Linked DNA regions of Zea mays: region 2 is linked to region 1. The links are chromatin contacts, called in public Hi-C maps. All regions are on one chromosome and are shown on one strand. Each heading gives the region's core, a stretch centred on a gene start, on an enhancer-like site or on the middle of the called end of the contact. The rest is flanking DNA. Distances are from core to core; before and after follow the strand shown.

The links. A called contact is a pair of places that touch in the nucleus more often than the background predicts.
Region 2: a Hi-C map of leaf shows a contact between it and region 1, with 5 times the contacts expected there. The contact joins the enhancer-like site here to the promoter of LOC100272721 in region 1. A contact is called at or near these places in 6 of 25 Hi-C or Micro-C datasets (bundle sheath, ear, leaf and 1 more).

The regions. Positions count from the first base shown.
Region 1 is chr10:96,025,277-96,028,266 of Zm-B73-REFERENCE-NAM-5.0, forward strand. It overlaps LOC100272721, which reads right to left and starts at 1,451. Exons shown (of 6, transcript NM_001147174.1): 1 at 1,205-1,451. The coding sequence starts at 1,351.
Region 2 is chr10:96,359,710-96,362,480 of Zm-B73-REFERENCE-NAM-5.0, forward strand. No RefSeq gene overlaps it. Among protein-coding and RNA genes, the nearest start is that of LOC109943169, 41 kb to the right of the region's middle. Within about 2 kb of position 1,387, at least 4 of the 20 cell types and tissues checked have an H3K27ac peak or open chromatin away from gene starts, as enhancers often do. A contact at or near this core is called in leaf, where this site is marked.

The DNA.
Region 1 (2,990 bases), core at 201-2,700:
ATTAATTCAGCAAAGTTGGCGCAGCTCACAAGCCGGCTCGGCACGGTTCACCGACGAGCCCAAAAAACAGGCTCGGCTCGCTCACGAGCCTCAAGCTTATTTTTCAGCCCTACATGTGTGCATGACAGCTTCATAGCTTACTCAAGTTGTCCGTATAAGGAATCATATTATAGGTTTTATTTAAAAGACCCAAATTGTGTAAGTGAAAGCAAGCTACTGAATATATTGTTTCCCCAATGATTAAAAAATGGTGAAAGCACAGCATTCAAGTCCATGCATTCGCGAATACTCTCTAAATTACTATTTCATGGTTCACTAATATAAGCAGATAGTGCCTACACTTAGCAATTTGCTAATGACAGGTTGGACCAAAATGCATACTCAGCAAGTAAACAATTGGGAAGCTTCAACTCTACTTATGTTGCCCCTTGCCCTGTTTCTTGCATGTAAGGAGTAGTAGAATGCAGAATCAGAGAGTAGAGGCGATTCAGTCCTGAATTTTGGTTGCCTTCAGCTCACTAGCTGTTCTGAACAGAGGAAGGAAGTAGCGGCGCATCAGAAACTCTCTCCGTCTCAAAGGAGTGTCCCTCTGGTATTTGTGAGAGTCAAACTTTCAAAAGTGTATCTCTAGATAAGTTTATTATAAATATAGATTCAACAATATATCTGATGATAATAATCATACACTATAAATATCGATACTTTCTTATATATTCAACTTGGACTCCTCGCTTCCCCAGGAATTTTGATATGAAGGGAGTACGTTCTGGGAACAGGGATTGTTTACTAACCGTATTACTACTTACTATTATATGCAAATCCTCTGCTGATAGCAGATTAGGCTATCTTAAGCAGCTTAATCATCTCATTTTAAACTCCACTTTGTAAACATTATAATCTATAGAACAAAAATTTTGCACGGCCATCTTACGGGATCAGTTCGCATCATCCCACGTGCGAAAAAAGGTTAAAAAAATCTCCTCTGGATTCCAATCGAACCTAATCAGTTCGCATCATCCCACATGTGAGAAAAGAAACAGAAGGTTAAAAAAAGCTCCTGATTATTCGTCGTTGAAAAGATGGAAATGCGGGACCGAACAGGATTGAAATCGACTCGAATCGCATGTCGGGTGGAATGGAATATTCAGAAGAACAAGAGCGGGCACATTCAAATCGACTCGAATCCTCAGAGGAATGGACTGACCTTGAGCTTTGCGCGCTCGCGAATTAGGGTGAGGGAGGCGTCGATGACGCGGCTCTGGCCCCGCTCCACCGCCTCCGCCGACACCTTGGCCGCGCTGAGGCGCTGGATGTGGTGGATCCACTTGGTACCCGCCGCCGCGCCACCCATCTCTTGGGACTCTCCGAAGGCGGAGCCGAACCCGACCAATCCCTGCAGCTAATTGGGTCTCTCCCCTCGGACTCCCTCCTCCTCTCCCTCTCGAGTCTGGTTCGATCACGAATGGCGGTACACCCGACTACCCGAACCGGAAAAGAGAGGGAGGAGACGTGCCGCGGCAGCGTTGCCGACTTGCCGCTGCCGTGACAAACTGTGACAGCGTTTGCGTGCGTTTGGAAATCGTTGCCAGGAGAAGAGAGTAGAGACTAGAGAGTTCATGAATTTGGCGAGATTTTATTTGTGTCTTCTTCGAATCTCTGCACTGTCCGTTTGGCCGATACTCGGATGCTCCGATAACGTAAGTAGGAAGTATTTCACGTCTAGGTGTTTATTAAGGATGTGTTTGGTATGGATCTACTACATAGCACAACAGCTCTACTTTAAAATTCTGCGTGGAGCAGCTCTGCTTTAGAGTTTAGACTTGTTCTTAAATGCTATGAGTTAAGAGCAATACAACACAAATGTTAATAGTTAAAAGTTTTTGTTGGAACTTGCTCTCAGTCGCAAGGAAGCCAACAAGAGTGAACAGTGATGACAACAGGGTTACGTGCTAGAAGGTAATAGCTCTGTTAATCTGGCCTCCCACGGGCACTGTGCAGGGGTATTTATAGGTACCTGAGCGCCCAGCGCCTTGTGCTAAGGACGCATGTGCCCTCAGCTACCTAGGTTATCCCCAGAATATTCCCATAAAGCGGGGTTACAGACTGTAATTACAGGGATGCCTTTACAAATTAGGCCCGTAACGCGCGGCGGCCACGCAGGGCCCGTTACAATGGGCCGGATCGCACGTGGGCCTCTGAGCCGGACGAGGCCGCACTGTGGGATGACTTCGTCGCCGGTCTTCGTCTGGTGCCGATCAAGCGAAGGGTGTCCCTGCCTGCTTTGTCTCTGTCAGAGCAGCGGCTATCAGCGGAGACTTCGAGCGAAGGGTGGCGTCTCTGCCTTCGCCCCAACATTTGCCCTCCGAGGGACCAGTTCGACAAAGTCACCTGGTGTCGAAGACGTCGCTAGATGGCGGAGACGCTGCCCTCGCTCGAAGTGGTTCCGCGGGGGTTTTTGATGTGACCGTTGATTGACGGCGTACTGTTGGATTGCGGGTTTCCCGAAGCGTCGCGCCCTGTTGGATTGCGAGTTTCCCGAAGAGCCGCGCCCTGCCTATAAAAGGGGGCAGGGGTCGGCGCTTTTTGAACTTCACTTTCCGCACTCCGTGAAAACCCTAGCCGCCCGCCGTCTTGCTGCTCGTCTGCCCGCCGTGCTCTTGTTCGCCGGAGATCTGGCGCGAGTGAAGCAGACCGCCCGCCCGCCGCCGCCGACGGTACGTAGCGATGCCGTCCTCTTCTTCTTCCACTGCTGCTACGCCGCCGGCTGATTCCTCGCCGCCGGCCGCCGCCTCGTCTGAGGAGACGCTGAGTAGTTTGATGGCGGAGGAGTTGCGCGCCGGCGATTCTGTTGATTTTGGCGTGTCGCGGATGTCGTCGGTCCGCGTGCAAGATATGCAGCGGTTGGGTTACTTCGGCGGCGGAGTTGCTCGTGCCCCGGGGACGGAGGAAGTCCCCGAGCCGGAGGGTGAATTGGTTGTTTTCGAGGCGTT
Region 2 (2,771 bases), core at 137-2,636, 330 kb after region 1:
GAGTTGTTAGACTCTAATGAAGTACCGGACCCTGATACTAATTGAAAGCCTCCTAGAGGGGGGGTGAATAGGTGAAACCTGAAAATTATAAACTTTGAACACGTACTTCACCTAGGGTTAGGGTTAGAAATAAATAATAGTGAATTCGGAGTGCGGAAGATAATTCTTCTTGCTATGAGTTGCTCAATCAATACGGATAACTTTGGGAGCAAACTCAAAACGATGTGAGCAAAAGAACTTTTAGAGAGAGGAGAGAGGAAAGAAACAAATCGAATAGTGAAGATCAACACAAATGGACACGACGATTTGTTTCCCGAGGTTCGGTTCGAAAGAACATACTCCCCATTGAGTCTGGCACAAAGGTCGGGTCTATTTCAACCATTTTCCTCTCTCAATCGGTCACTTAGACCGGTTGAGTGCTTCTTTTTAATCTCGCGGGTCGCAAAGACCCCGCAAGGATCACCACACACTTAGGTGTCTCTTGCTTGCTTTACAAATCACTTAGACGGTTTAGAGAGAGATGAAGAAAGCAACCAAGCAACAAGAGCAACACATGAAACACAAATCACCCTCTCTCAAGTCACTAAGCACTTTTGATCACTTGACTTGATTATGGCACTTGGAGAGGATTGGAGGCTTTGAATGTGTCTTTGGAATGTATTCTTTGCTCTTGGATGACTTAAATGGAGGTGGTTGGGGTATTTATAGTCTCAACCACTATTCTAGCTGTTGGCTAACTTCTCTGTCGACGGGCACACCGAACAGTCCAGTGCGCACCGGACACTGCACTGTTCATTATCCGGTGCACGCCACGTCAGCAGACCATTGGGGTTTGGAGCTGTCGACCATTGACTTCGTCTGTCCTTATGGTGCACCGGATAGTCTGGTGCGACCTGACGTTGTAGACTGTCTCTGACCTTCTGACGTTGTATACTACCGTGGCAGTCGACCGTTGGCGAAGTCGACCATTGCTCGTGGGCTCAGCGGAGAGCCCAGTGCACATCGGACAGTCCGATGATTTTTAGCCGAGGAGCTCTTCGTTTTCCTGAGAGCGGTCAGTTCGCGGGCGCGCCAGCCTAGGCACCAGCTGCAAGCAGGTACAAATCCGTTTTGCTCCATACTTCTAGAATTGCCCCAAGGGTCTTTTTCTTATATGTATCTATGAACTTTATGCACCTGAGAAAAAATCAACTAGGAAAACTAGTTAGTTCATAAGGTTTGTGTTGGCCATCAAACATCAAAATGGATTATAGGAAATGTTTGAGACCATTTTGCTTTCATCCCAATCAGTCAGCTAAATTATGAAGGAAAGCCATAAATAGTGACTAGGCCAAAACTGGGCCGAGACGGCCCAGCAACGGGGAAAACCCACGCCCGCCGCACCATTTTTACACCTAATACCCTGAGGTTTCAAAAAACTTGACGTACTATTCTCCAGAGTCATAGGACTTGCAAAAACTCCCCATGTCTTCTGTTCAATTCACAAACCCACATCCTCGAATCCCACCGTCCCCTCCGACGAGCCTGAGACTTGGGACACGGTGGAATACGACTGGGACGCTAGTCGAGTCTACGCTAAGAACATGTTATCCACGACGGCGGCCCATTTGGACCCAAGGAACAAGCGATAACAAGATCACCATGCCCTGACCACGGTTCCAGTAAAAATTGGGTCCGTTGAGAGGTATCCAGGTGAGGCCGGCACAGTAGAGTTCAAGGGGAGGGCACGGGAAGGACTAGCAAGTCACCCCACCAACGGTGCTCACGCAAACATGACCGGGGAGAGCGCAAACAGAACGGTCGATGATGGAGTGGCTCACGGCAAAGATCAACGGCGTCGTGGCGGCGTTCCAATCGACTCGCTACGGGACAAAAAAACAGACATGTCCATAAGCTTCACTGCCCTATGCAAGTACTAGAACACTAAGCTTAAAGCATATAAATAAATCGTGCTAGGCTGACCATGGTGGAGGTGGGATGTCGGTAGCGTGGTCACCGGTAAGGGCAAGGACAGCGCGCGACAGACCTGGCTAGCACCCGGAATATGGAACGCAGTAACACACGGCGAGGTCTACTAAATTCGGGGAGAGAGGTAGGGCTTTACTGAACTAAGTCCACGGAGCAGCGAGGTAGACACTGCCTGGTTTAATTGGATCACGGCGAGAAGGACACCGAGGTGTCGACAGCTACAACAGTGTGGACATGCAGTTTCACTGCATGAGCATCACGCAAGACCCAAGCTCTAGTGAGTCACTGAATGGGAGACCGATGAGACACTGACAAAAACAAGCAAACAATATAGCCTCCTGATAGTGGATAAGTTTTAGTCCCTTCTAGAGGTAAATACGTGGAACTCAAAGTTTATGTATATCCCCCCCCCCCCCACCCCCCACACACACACTTATCCACAAGTTAGGGCTTGTTCGGTTAGCTCTCAATCCATGTGGATTGAGTGGGATTGGATGGGTTTGAATCCCAAACAAGTCAAACTTCTTCTCATTTTTTTCCAATCCCATCCAATCCATGTGTGTTGGGAATAACTGAACAAGCCCTTAACTGGCCACAAGCAACCGACAACAGTAGTACCCAAAAAAAATCTTGTTCAGAATTGCGAATCGACACTGATTCTACTGCCTCTACACCCTTCAGTCCACCTGAACCCTTCTCATTGAAGCCCCTTTTACCTCATCATTCCATATGACACAAACCAAGATTCCTTAACCCAAGTTACATATTAATGTATGCTCTACAACTCTACTATAGAGATCAGG